2 separate regions of the Ovis aries genome follow, and region 1 is linked to region 2. The links are chromatin contacts, called in public Hi-C maps. All regions are on one chromosome and are shown on one strand. The core of a region is the stretch at or near the end of the contact, and the rest is flanking DNA. Distances in the headings are between cores, read along the strand shown. Region 1 holds the start of MAP3K3 (mitogen-activated protein kinase kinase kinase 3). Region 2 holds the start of CYB561 (cytochrome b-561).

Evidence for each region. A called contact is a pair of places that touch in the nucleus more often than the background predicts.
Region 1: a contact with region 2 is called in a Hi-C map of skin fibroblasts, with 2.6 times the contacts expected there. The contact joins the promoter of MAP3K3 here to the promoter of CYB561 in region 2. A contact is called at or near these places in 10 of 16 Hi-C or Micro-C datasets (blood, hypothalamus, liver and 6 more).

What each region holds. Positions count from the first base shown.
Region 1 is chr11:47,639,211-47,646,065 of ARS-UI_Ramb_v3.0, forward strand. MAP3K3 (mitogen-activated protein kinase kinase kinase 3) reads left to right here and starts at 3,604. Exons shown (of 16, transcript XM_027974351.2): 1 at 3,604-3,948. The coding sequence starts at 3,945.
Region 2 is chr11:47,495,733-47,502,344 of ARS-UI_Ramb_v3.0, forward strand. It overlaps CYB561 (cytochrome b-561), which reads right to left and starts at 2,105. Exons shown (of 5, transcript NM_001093790.1): 1 at 1,901-2,105; 2 at 1,028-1,126; 3 at 697-800; 4 at 382-539; 5 at 20-212. The coding sequence starts at 2,105. The coding sequence ends at 20. It overlaps LOC132657433 (a long non-coding RNA gene), which reads left to right and starts at 2,641. Exons shown (of 2, transcript XR_009595613.1): 1 at 2,641-2,754; 2 at 3,527-5,544.

The DNA.
Region 1 (6,855 bases), core at 2,354-4,853, 140 kb after region 2:
AGGCCCTGAGCTCTAGGGTTGGGTCATGAAACTTGGGGTCAGGGATGGCTCAGGCGCTTAAACAGAAGCACCTACTCAGTGTAAAACTAGGGTGATAGGCCTGAGAAGGCCTGGCCCAGTTGGGAGGCTTCGCATGGGGAAAATGAAGGGGGAGGAGAGAAACAACATAGAAAGGGAAGATAAAATACAGAGCTAAAGGAAATAACAGTTAGCAACATCCCCATCAGAGGTTCACCTATTCATTCAACAAATATTTGTTTTTTGAATGTGCCAGGAAAGATGGTAGGCCATCTCTTTTGAATAACACAGCTTCTATTTTTTGTTGTTGTTGCTTTTTTTTTTTTTTAGAGGATAGTACTCTCCTGAGACGTGGGAGCAGGCCAACCCCAAAGGAGAGGCCCAACTCCTGTCTTTATGCTTACTTTCTTAAAGGCAGTTACAGTAGAGTAAGACAAGTGCTTTGATGAATAAAGTACTAGGTGCTCTGGTGCCCAGATTTAGGGCTTTCTGCCTGGAAAGGCTTCCTGAAGGGAGCAATGTTTAGGCTTACTTCTTCCCTGAAAGAATGAGGGTGGGGGTAAGAATGGAGGAGAGGGGTGTTCGAGACAGTGAATATGCAAAGGTTAGAGGCGAGAGAAAGTCATATTTGAGGAACTACCAGTGGTTCTGTGTGGCCAGAACAGAATTTGAATGGTGGGGTTGTTGGAAGTGGGAAATGGAAAAACTTATGGCTGGAGAAGAAATGGTTCCAGGTCCTTCTTAACTACATTGATGTATTTGACTTTTCCTAAGGGTAATGGGGACTGTAAAATCTTTCAGGAGATCATGGCAGGCTCAGGGATCCATTTTAAAAGGTCACCCTGGATGGAGTGATCTTGAGAAGCTGTTACACTGAATACTCCGAGTAATAGGCTTGGGAGGTTTGAACTAGGATGGTGGAGCTGGGACAGGGAGGGGAGTGGACAGATTGGAGACATGGCCACAATTAGCTGTGGGGGAAGGGAAGTGGAGAGGAAGAACTCTTCAAGTTTGATAACTCAAAAGCATCCAAGCTGGGGACCTGATGATGGAGAGAGCAAATGAGAACATGGAGGAAAACGATCAGATCAGTTTGGACCGGTGGAATTTGAAGGACCTGCAGAATACTCAATGGGTGATGTCTCTGAAGTTCAGAAGAAAGCCCAGTAGGGTGACTGCAGCGAGGGGATGTTTGAGATGGCTGGTTCAGTGACAGACAACAGAAATGGAGTCCTCAAAAAAAATCAGTTGCTAGGAAGGTAGAGGGAAAATCAGGAGGCTGTTTCCAGCTAAAGACTTCTGTTGTTGTATTGCATGCACTGCTGTGTGTGAGGCACTGTTCTAAGTGTTGGTGACCAGGCAGTGGACGGAACACAGTCCCTGCTCCTACACGGCTTATGTTCATTGTCGTCGGAGCAAACAGTGTATAATTTCAGGCTCTGTGAAGAAAAATACGGCAGCATATGGAAATACAAAATGTTGGAGGGGAGAGGGCCTATCTTGGATGGTGTGGTTAGGCACTTTTGAGAGCTGACATTTGAGCAGACCTGAATGAAATGCAGGAATTAGCTGTGGGAAGAGCATTTCTAGGTGGAACAAAGGGCAAGTGCAGAGGTCCTGAGCCTGGTAAGCTCAAAGTATGGAAAGAAGGCGAGTGTGGCTGGAGTGATTTGAGGGAGCTGGAGAGGTGAGGGGGGAGAGGATGGCGGGGGCCGACTCCTGTTGGGCCCGGATGGCCATGACAGAGTTTGGGTCTATTCTGTGTGTGATGGGAAGCCCTCGGAGGGTTGAGAGCAGGGAGTGACATGATGTTAATTACATTTTACAAGGATCACTTTGGCTGCTGTGTGGAGCATCATTTGTTAGGTGGCTGCAGAGGAAACAGGGAAACCAGTTAGGAGGCCAGGGCAGTCACCCAGTAGGTAGGGTGGTGGCTTGCACCAGGGTGTAAGTGGTGAGAAGTAATTGGATTCAGATACATTTTTAAAGGAAAGCTGAAAAGACTTGCTGGATGATTGGATAGAGGAATGTTAGAGAAAGAGTGAAATGAAGGAAGATGCCTCCTTGGTGTGTATTTTTACCACTGGGAAAACAAGAGCAAGGTTTTGTGGGGAAGGGGCAAAGAATCAAGAATTCAGTGTAAAACACATTAAACTGGAGTTGTATTTTAGACATTCCAAGAGATGCTGCTGAGTAGACCTTTGAATACAGGCAAATATTCCTAAATCTAAGATGTGGATTTAAAGGAAGAGGTCTAAAGTAATTCTTAAGAGATTTGATACCCAAGGTAAAGCCACCACTAAAGGTTCTTGGTTGACAGTTGAAAGCGACATCAGAGGAAGATGTTTTTGGCGTCTGATTTATCTTACACTGAACAGGGGCCCGAGGAAGGGAGCCCGGATTGTGGCGGCCTTGGAATCTGAAGATGGAGGTGTATAACATGCTGAACAATGAAGGCTGGGAAAATTAATTATGGTCATCTCTATTTTGAAATATCATGCAGTCAAGTACAATCGTTTTGGGAGACAATATTAAGTGGCACGGGAAAACGGGGTAAAATTTAAGCACACTACAAAACAAAATGAAGCCGTTTTTATCAAACGCTGTATATTCAGGTAGGAAAGAGACAAAATACCTCTGGGGTGGAGTTTCTGTTTTTTTCAATTTTAATACAAAGAGCTTGTGTTGCTTTTATGACCAGAAAAAAAGTTTTCTTCCCGAAAGAACCTCACTTAATGGTTTCGGCCCTGGCCAGCAGATTCCTAGGACCCACTTCCCGGCACTACCCCAGCCCCTTGGGGTGTGTGACTGTTGAGACCTAGGAAAAGGCAGGCAGTGGTGAACCGCTCCTGCCTCCGGGCAAGCGCAGCCTCTGGACCGGAGGACTTGCTTGGGGGTCCAGCGGCAGAGGTGGCCACACGCCGGGAAGCGCTCAGAGCCAGAACCCTCCCCGCTTATTACGCGCCGGTGTGGGGACACCAAGGGGCAGGACGTCAGCCTCAGGAGCCGCGGAGAGCTGGAAGGGCGGGAGGCAATGGGGCCCCTCCAAACGTCTTCCTAAACTCCAGCCCCAAAGTAGCCGGCGGGGAACCGCGCCAGCCCGCGCGCCAGCCGAGACTTGGGTGACTGACAGGAGGTGGGAATGTGGGCGGAGCCTCTAGCGCGAGCTGTGATTGGAAAAACCCACACCTCCGGGGAGAGAGGGCGGGCAAGTTTGCGAGGGATGCGCAGAGGAGGGTGCTCAGAGCCTTCTACGTGATTGGCTAGCAGCGGAGTGAACCGGGAGCTGTTCCGATGATTGGCAGAGGGTAGACAACCCTCCGAAACTGCTTTGGCTTCGCCTATTGGCATCCTGCGAGAGTAGGCGGGATTGGTTCATCGAGGGGTGCCGTTGATTAGCTGGCGGCTGAGAGTTAGGGTGTTGGAGAGAGCTGGGGGAGGAGGGGCGGTGGGGGCAGCGACTTCTTCCTTGTTATTGGGTGGTGAAATGAGTGAGGGGTGGCACCATGGGCCAGCGGCTGGCTAGGATTGGCGAGTGCTGGGGTGAGTGACAGGCAGGGTGGCGAGCTGCGCGACCAGCGGTTTGTTTTTCGGAGCGTTCCTGAGGTGGAGAACGGCGGCCGGACGGAACGACTTCGGGACTGAGGGACTGGCGGTCGGGCGGGCCGAGCGGCGCCGCCGAGGCCGGGCTGGGCCGAGCCGAGGAGCGCCGGGGATGTAGCGGGCCACCCTGCCCATGCCACAGCGCCCGGCCGCGGGCGGAGCCGGAGCCGGAGCCTGGGGAGGCGGCGGGGGCCCCGAGCGCAGCCCGCGCCCCCCGCGCGGAGCCAGGCCCGCTGCCGTCCCCGCCGCCCGGGCCCCCGGCATGCAGCTCCGGCTGCGGAGGTGACACTCGGGCCCGAGCCGCCGCCGCCGCCATCGCCACCATGGGTGAGTGTCGCCACCGCCCCGGCCTGTGCCCGCGCTGCTTCGCGTCGCCCCGCCCCGGGCTGAGGGGAGGAGGACCCTGGGCCGCCGCCTGACAGGCATGGACAGCCCGCCCGGCCGGGGCTGCGGACCGCCGGCGCCCGCCCGCCCCGCTCGGGCTTAGCGGCTTCGCGGCCCGGGTGGGGGTTCTGGCTCCCCCGGCCTTCAAGGGCGGCCCCGGTCCGCAGAGCCCACTTGGCCGCCTCTTTCCTGGCCGCGCGGCCAGCACATCCCGAGGAAGCGGCAGCGGGTCGAGGGCCCGTGCTCGGCGGAGCAACGCGCTCCGGGCCGAGCGAGCGGGACCCCGAGCCCGAGGGCGGGGGAGCGCGAGCGCAGTGTGGGGCCCGGGCTGGAGGCTGGTGCAGGCCTAGCTGCTGTTGTGTCTTTTCCTTGATTTGCTTTTTTTTCCTGCCTGTGTCATTTCCTTCCCTTTGCTCACACAGGCCGGCCTGTGAGAGTTCCCGGGGCTTGCTCTCTAGCCCTGTGCGCGCCCCAGCGCAGGGGGGAGGGCGTGCGGGGAGACAGGCTGCGAGGTGATTAAAATGGCAATCACTGTTATCAACCGCGCGGTTGAGAAATGCGAGCTGCACGCAGACTGCTGGAGTTTGGGAATCGGCTGCCAGTGATAATACACATCCTACTCTTTGAAAAATCTCGTTGCAGTGTTTTACATCCATTAGTTTAATCTAGCGGTGTCCCTGAAATTATGTAACTTTTGAAAGAGAGAAACATTCACTACACAAAAAAATCTCTGAAATCATTTCCTTTTTAATCGATGGTTGCAATTTCTGTTGTGAAGATGTAGTCTAAGGAACGTTTTAATGTCTTCCACACGCAGCATTTGAACTGAATTATATTTCATGTCCTTTGTGGTAATTTAGCAGACGACTATTGGAGTTCATTAAGTAGCAGTAACATGTTCGATGTACTTTGCTTCTCTTGTTGGATCAGTTATTTTGATACAGTTGTCTGCAGTGGCAAGTTTTGCAAAGTATTTGTTATTGTCCTAATTAATCAAGGGGTAAACTTCAGTTAAGGGGTCATTTGCACAGCCACTGATTCCATCTGTGAAGAGGGAACATTAATGTTTGCTTTGCCCTATGGCAAGGTCAAGTCGTTTTTGTAGGAGGCTGAGTGTTTGCTGTGTCACATTGGGCAGATAATCTTTTGTGGCCCATCTTTACACTCTGGCTTTGAATGAATTGCCTTGTTCTGTTCCATGCTGCCCCTCTACAGTAAGGAATGGGTTCCTTCATTTATTGGGCTGTTTCCTTCCCATGCTTTATTTCAGAAGTGCTTGCTTTTCTGGGCAAAGTCTGTGACAGCAAGCAGAAAACGAACTCAGTGAGGCCTGGTATTTATTGAATAAATACGTAATTCAACAAATACTCGTTGAGCATTTACTGTAAATGGGGTACATAATTCTTCTTGTCCTCCCCAGGTTTCGCACATTTATCTTGTGCTCTGGAATTTGATGATCACACTAAATCTTTGAATTGATTTGTGAACCTACATTTGTGATAATCTTTCTAATCAGTCTTTCCTTTTTATCCTGCGGGGACAGGCTTAAATCCCAAAGGGGAGTGTGAATACTTAAGGGTGTGCAGACCTCCTATTTTCCACTTTCTCGAGTGCTGAATCAGTGTCCAGATATGTTGACTACATTTCGTGCCTAATAATAAAATAGAGGTCAGCCTGTTTTCACATTTCAAAATCATTTCAAAAAACGTAAATGTGTGAGCATATGGAGAGACAGTGATGGGGACGAAAGGAACTATGTAGATAGGGTCCAGAGCCCCAAAGGAAAAAGGACCAAAAACTCAATATCTTCTCATTTGGTCCCATGTCAGTTTTTACGTGAAGAAAGTGAGACAGTGAGGGGGAAATTAACTTGCCTGGTGACTGCAGTATATTAATCGGCAGACAAGCTGATTTAAGAACCCCTGCCTGGCTTTCTTCACCACTCTTCCCTCATACCATTCTCACTTTCTTTTAAGCAGATGACCTTGGCATGCACCTAGAACTAGTACTGAATTCTTTTAGAACCTGACCTTCAGTTTGCTTTGTATAGGGCTCAGCAAGGGTGTATGTACAAACACGCACGGAGTCTCTCTCTTAAGTACTGGTTTCCATTTTGGTGATATAAATGATGAAAAGTCAGATTCCCAGGTTAGCATGCGTTAGTTGCTGTATGTAGTCCTAAATAAGTTCAAGGGGTAATAAGGGAGAAACATAGACTTATTAGTATTTTATTATACTTGTTAAACTCCAGCCCAGCGAGGAAAGGGGTAAAACTAATTTGAGTTCCTGCCCTTCAGGTTCCTTGGTTAACAGTCATATTTTCCTGAGCTGTTCTAAGCCCCAGACTCAAGCTTGTTTGACAGCTTGGGTTGGTAATGAAAACAGGTCAGATTTTATATTGGCAGTTAGCCCCAGTAACTTTCTAGTGGAAATTACACTTATCCTTGTAAATAATAGGAAATGCTCTCTTTGTTTGTTTTTGGCCTTTTTTTTTTTTTTTGGCTTTGATATTATGTGGTTATTAAAAAAATTGAAAATTGACTGGTCGTTTTTTCTTGGTCACACCAAAATTCCCTCCTGGTTTTAGTAATTATAGTGGTAAATGCTGCTAATTACACCTAAGGTTAATTTGCTAGTGTTTACTTGGGCTCTATAAATGCAATCTAAAGTTTGGTGGGAAGTATTACTGAAAAATATGTAACAACTTGGAAACATTACAGGAATGTGAACTGAGTGTAGGATTTAGGATGGTGTGGTTCTGGTTTGATAACTTGGTTTGAAGTCAGAATCATTGTTTCAAGGCTGTTGGAAGCTCCCAGTTATACCAGTCTCAATTCAGTTTGGCTAGAA
Region 2 (6,612 bases), core at 855-3,354:
GGCCAGGATGGGGCGCCCGTCACTGGGAGCTGGGGCTGTCGCCCTCCGTCAGCGTCTTGAAGTCCATGGAGAGCGCTTGCTCTTCCGCCTGGAGGGGCCGCTTCCAGTCGGCGCGGGTCAGGATGTAGAGTACGACCGTGGCGAAGGCGGCCAGCAGCAGGCCCAGCACGTTGGCCAGGACGCCCTCGGGCTCGAACGTGCTGTACTTGGTCCTGCGGGGTTGAGGCGTCGCCCTTAGACCCAGTGCGGCTCACCCCCGCCGGAAAGATGCCCGGGGTCTCCAGCCCGAGCCCGCCCCCCGCCCCGCCCCGCCCCGCCCCGCCCGGGAGAAAAGCCCCGGCGCGGCCGCCCCGCCCAGAGCCGCCGGGAGGGGGCGCTCACCCGAGCTCGAACAGCAGCGCCTCCTTCAGGCCCAGCAGGGCGGTGGCCACCGAGAGCAGGAAGATGGCAGCGCCGAAGAAGACGTGCTGCGGGCGGTAGCGGCTCCGCAGAGAAAACGAGGCGCCCGGGAACAGGAAGAAGCTAAAGCCCACGAGCCACTGGGAGGAAAGGCGAGGTGCTGCCGGGGACCGAGCTGCGCCCGCTCCGCGCAGCCCGGGGACGCCCCGGGCGCACCCGCGGGCGCACAGCTGGCCACAGCCGGCGCGGGCCCTGCTCCCCGCGCCTGCCCGCCGCCGTGGGGCGGCGAGGACTCACCTGCGCAAAGAAGAGCGCGAAGACCAGGATGCCGCACCAGCTGTGCAGGCTGTACAGGTCGGCGTAGCCCTTCTTCCTGTGGTGCTCGAACACCGCCACCAGGCCTGGCGGGAGGCGGGGGTGGCGTGAGGACAAGGCTGATGGGCGCTGAGGGGACGCGGTGACCCGAGGGAAACCTGCCTGGCCGGGACTTCTGGGCTCCAGTCCCGGCTCGGTGGCTGCCAACACCCAGTGTCCCTGCCGGCGGGGGTGGGGGGGGGACTGGACAGTGAAGCAGCTACTTCCCCAAGTCAGCAGAGGTGGAGGAAGGGCGCGCCGGCCCCCAACTCACCCACCAAGGCGATGACGAAGGCGAAGACGTGCAGCAGCCCGTGCAGGACTTTGGTGGTGCGTTTGGCCTCATTCCTGAAGACGCGGTAAACCAGCAGGGCTGTTGGCCGTGAGAAAGGGAAGGTCAGCGTGCTAACCCCAGCCCGCAGCCCTCCGGCCAGGGCAGCGAGGAGACACACCCTCGGCTGAGGAGGGAACCTGCGTCTAGGGCTTGTCCAGGTACCCCAGCCACAGGAAGAGGGAAGAAAACAAGGCTCCTGCGCCCTGGCAGGCCCACCCCGCCCCTTCTTATCAGCTGTCCCCGGCTATTCCAGGCTGTTTTAGGCTCATCAAGCAGGCACATCAAGGTGCCACGTACTTCTGAGTTCACCCCTTCGCTTTGATGGTCCTCGGTTTGTCCAGCACTGAAGCCTGATCACTTATTCACTAGTTTTAGCAAGCAGGCTCCCTGGTTGGGAAACCCCTGGTTCTCACAGCAGAACCTTGTGATCCCAAGTGAATTCCTCCTCTTCTGGCTGAGGCGGTCAGGGCCAGGGAGCCTGGGGAATGCCCCTTAGGAGCCTGCTGATTAAGGGGTTGCTGACCCCGGGACCACCTCGAGGAAGAATGGATAGATCCAGCTTTCTTGTTTCTAGAAACAAGGCCTTGAGGCAGAGTACATGGCCAACCACAGCCTGGATCCTACCCCAGAGAGAGGAGCTCTAGCTCTGCCAATTCCATCATCTACACACCGTTTTCAGTCAGAAAGGAGTTGCCACCCAGCAGCCTCAGAGGGCCCTGATTTGGATTCCCAGTGTCCCCAGGCTCTGAGCCAGCTTCCGGGGTGAAAGGGTCCCTCAAACCCGCTCCCAGGTGGTGTCGCCCAAAGACTCACCATCTCCCTGCAGGAAGACCAGGCCTATGACCATGCAGAGCGGGTGCACGTTGAACTGCAGGGCACTCTCCCAGGCAATGCCGCCTCGGTACATACCAAGCCAGGCACCAGTCATGGCCACCACGGTCAGGCCCAGCAGCTGGGAGAAGGCCACGTAGTAGGGCAGCGCCCCGGGTGCGGGTGCTGGGCTGGCAGGGCCCTCCATGCTGAGGCGGCTACTGCGGAGAAGATGGCAGAGCTCAGAAGAATGGCTCACAGCCTCCAAAGATACACCCCGTGCCTGCCTGCCACCTCCCTCTCAGCCCACTCCCCCGGCCTCTGTGCTCATGTAGCAAGCACCCAGCGGGAGGGGCCTGGCTTCCTGCAGAACCGGACCACACCTGGCTGCACTTCCACCTGCAGTGAGGGTGCAAGTCAAGGTCCTCCACATTCTGGGCAGAGCAGGAGGGCCCCATGGCAGTGCTTTCTGTTTCATGAGGCCCTGGGTTTTCTCAGGTCGGGTTCACGGGTGAAATACAGAGGAGTGAGCACATTCCTTGAAGATGCAGGAATTTTTCCTCCAGATGAACCATAACAGGCGTCTGGGATGAGAAATGGGAGCCTGACTCCCCCTTGCCTGCTGCTTCAGCTCCAGCCCCAGGTGAGAGAAGTCCTGCCAACAGAGCAGCCCCCAGCAGCGTGGCAGCAGCCAGTAGAGGGATGTGCTCTGAGCTGCTTCGCCAGCAAGGACGTGGGAGAGAGGAGCCTTCAAGCAGCCCTTTCCCTTCCTGCCTCCGCCCGCTCCTCCCTGCCACACCTGGGGCGGTGGACCTGCACTGCTCCCAGGCCAGGCTTCCTGAACCGAGCCCTGCAAGGTAAGAACGGACTCCTGGGGTCACGTAGCTCACAAGGATTCGGTGACAGCATGTGTGTCCCTGCTCCCACCCAGCAGACAAGGATCGGCGGCAGGTGGGAGGGGAGAGGTCTCAATGGGGCTTGGAGAAGCCAAACCCAGGGGCCAGTGGGAGGCATTTCCTGGCTCCTCTGCCCAGGTCTGGTTGTCGCCAAAGCCAAGCCCCAGCTCCGACAGGCCTGTGTGCCAGCTCTTCATCCGGAACCTGCTGGTTCTTCCCACACTCGGGCGGGAGTGGCAGTGAGGGGGGATGGGAGGAGAGGAGGCAGTGGATAAGCAAGTATAGCCGTGGTGCCAGCGTCCTGTGGCCACAGAAAGGCTCCGCCAGGGCTCCCAGGGGGCCCAGCGCTCCATTTCCCTGGCTCGCCTCTTGCACTGCCCCAGCCTCTCCCAGTGGCCCTGGAGACACCCTCCTTCTCCTTATTACCGGCAGAAAACAGCAGCTGAGCAGAGAGGTTTGACTAACACATTGTGGGATCCCTCCTAATACATACTGAGCACAATGGGTTCCCTGGTGGCTCAGACAGTAAAGAATCTGCCAGCAAACCTAGGTTCAGTCCCTGGGTGGGGAAGATCCCCCGGAGAAGGAAATGACTAGCCACTCCAGTATTCTTGCCTGGAGAATCCCATGGACAGAGGAGCCTGGTAGGCTGCAGTCCATGGGCTCGCAAACAGTCGGATGCAACTGAGCGACTGACTTTTCACTCTCACTTTTCACCCTCTACCCTGTGCAGCTCAAGAGAACTAGCGTCCGGTCGATCAGGCCGTGTCCTCCTGGTAAGCAGACCATCTTTACCCCCACTTCCCTCTGCCACCTTGGACTACTGTTGGCAATGCCACGGTTTTTTAAAGTGGTGGGCGGGCAGGCAGTGTTGATAACCCACTCCCTGTAGTAAAATACAGATAAGCAAAAAAACCCAGAAATTATAAGTAATCGATGTTTTGATTTATACCTTTTCATACTTTCTTTTACAGAACCATAACCATACCAAGTTCTAACCTTTTTTCACTTAATTCTAGACCACGCACATCTTTTCGTGTCAGTGAACATACATCCACATCATGCTTGTCTTATTACACGAGTTTCATATTTTAACCAATCCCTTATCTCTTGTTCTTAAATATTTAGCCAGCTTCAGCTTTTCACTAAGTAGACAACACTAGGTTATCATCTCTGCACAGCTGTCTTATTCCTAAATGGGATCCTGAGCAAAGGCTAGGTTCTTTTTTAGATTTCGGAAGCACCCCCATTGCAGGTGGACACACCTGCTTCCAGAAGCCCTGGACGCAGTGATGCCACGTCAGGAACTCGTGCTTGCCCATCAGTCAGCTCCACACCTACAGTGGAGACCCTGCCAGTCGGCCTCTCCTCCAGACTCCAACCCCACTTCTAGCTGTCCACTAACGCCTCTACCTGGACATCCCCCAAGCACTGCAAGGTCCACACATCCAAAGCCACATTCCTCTCCTGACAGGTCCTCAGTGTGGCCACCTCCCCCAGGCCTCGCCATCACTTCCCTCCCAGCCACCTTCATTGCCACCACCCAGCAGGGCTGGAACTTCTGCCCCCATCTTCCTACCCTCCTCAGTCTGCCTAACTCACAGGGACAGGGACAAAGCCAGCTCCCCAGTCTTGTTGCCCCTCCAGGCACAAAGGGCCGCCAGCATGTGATGGTCAAATGCCAACTCCTTCACTGATCCCATCCGGGTTTCCACCCGCAGCCCCCACTGTTTTCCTGCCAAGCCCACTGGAGGAGGTGCTCCCAGGCCACGGCTCTGACAGCGCAACCTGGCAGTAACCCCTCCACCTCACACTCCCCTATGCTTCCTGCCCCACGACCTGAAATGGGCATTTTGTTCACCACTTTGTCCCCAAGGCTGGCCGAGGGCTTACTTACCCGGTCCTTGCCCTGCGCTAAGCCCACGTGGGCCTCTCTGCGGTGGAGCCCTGTGAGCTCCCTGCAGGCAAGGACTGCATCCGCCTCCCCCTTGGGTGTCCTCGGGGATCTGATCCCTTGTGCCGACTCCAACAGGAAAACTGTTCTGAACAGAGAGATGCTGTCCTCCTCTCCTTTATTAGATTCCTCTTGAGAGCCCGGGGCACAGTCAGAATCTGATTAGCTCTGAATTAGGAAGAACAGAAAGAATGGGCTCTGCCCCAGCTGACCTGCCAGTCTGCCCGCCCATTAGAGAGCGAGGACAGAGAGGGGCTCAGGGCTGCAGAGAACAGCCAGCTTTTTCCCTTCCCAACCAGTCTCATCATGAGGTGGGCAGAAGTGGGCGTTCTCTTCTTAGCCGTGGTACTCTGATTTATAATAAGAAATGTATGCAACAGAGCATCTAAAACCCTAGGAATTTTCAATGTGAAGAAAGCCACAACTGTTCCTTTTGTTATGTTAATATTACATTATGTTAATGAAGCCCCTAGAATACTGGGGGGTGGTTACTGGGGGAACCAACCTTGTGACTGGAGGGTTGGCACTTTCAGTCCCGCCCTTGACTTCTGGGGAGGGAGAGCGGCTAGAGATCGGGTTCAGCCACGAATGACCAATGATTTAATCAGTCGGACCTGTATAACGAAGCCTCCTTGAACCCCCAAAGGGCAGGGTTTGGAGAGTTCCCGGGTTGGTGAACACATCCACATGGTTCCTCGGGGACAAGCTTCAGTGCTCCAGACCCTTCCAGATCTTGCCCCACATACCTATTCATCTGGCTGGGATTTTTACAATAATAAACCAGGAATCTAGCAAGTTTCTCTGAGTTCTGTGAGCTGTTCTCCCAAATTAACTGAACCCGAGAAGGGGGTCATGGGAAGCTCTGATCTGTAGCGTATTAGTCAGCAGCACAGGTGACATCTGTGCTGGGGTCGGTACAGTCTCGTGGGACCAAGCCCTTAACCTCTGAGATTTAACCCTGTCTCCAGTTAGGCAGTGTCAGTGTTGAGTTAAATTGTAGGACAGGGACTTCCTGGCAGTCCAGTGGTTAAGACTTCAAGCTTCCAATGCAGAGGGCGCAGGTTTGATCCCTGGTTGGGGAACTAAGACCCTACATGATGCAAGCTGTGCCCGAAGAAAAACAAAAATTGTAGGACACCCAGCAGCGTCCGCTTAGAAATGGAGACTCACTTGGTGGTGCCGAAAACACGTGGCAAAACGTGGCTTTGATGTCCTCACTGAAAACCTCCCGAGTTGCCCTGGGAGTCTGAACCCTAGTGCTGCTGGCACTGCAGCGTTGTTTGCGCCCTGAGGCGGTGGCCTGGAGATGCGGCCTTCTGTGCCTCAAGGGCGGGAGCCCTGCTCTGTACTCAGCTCTTCCTGCGTTCTCTCTTTCAGTCTTAACAATAATCTATGATGGTAACAGTATTACCCCCATTTGACACGTGAGTAAATTGGGACTCAAAGAGGATAAATAGTGAAAGTGAAGGTGTTAGTAGCTCAGTCGTGTCCGACTCTTTGAGATCCCAAGGACTGAAGCCCTGCAGGCTCCTCTGTCCATGGAATTCTCCAGACAAGAATACTGGAGTGGGGAGCCATTCCCTTCTCCAGGGGATCTTCCCAACCCAAGGATCGAACCCAGGTCTCCTGCATTGCGGGCAGATCCTTTACCGTATGAGCCACCAGAGAAGCCCAGAAGGATTTTGCTGCAGATGATTTTGGACAAAAGGATAAACGACTTGGTCCAAAATCATCCGCGGCAAAGAACTGCTCAACTCAGTTGTTTATCAAGTGCCTGCAAAGCGGTAGCCACACTGCTGGATGCTGGAACACAGAGACGAGACGTGGCCCCCGCCTTCCGGGGCCTTGCAGACAAGATGCAGAGC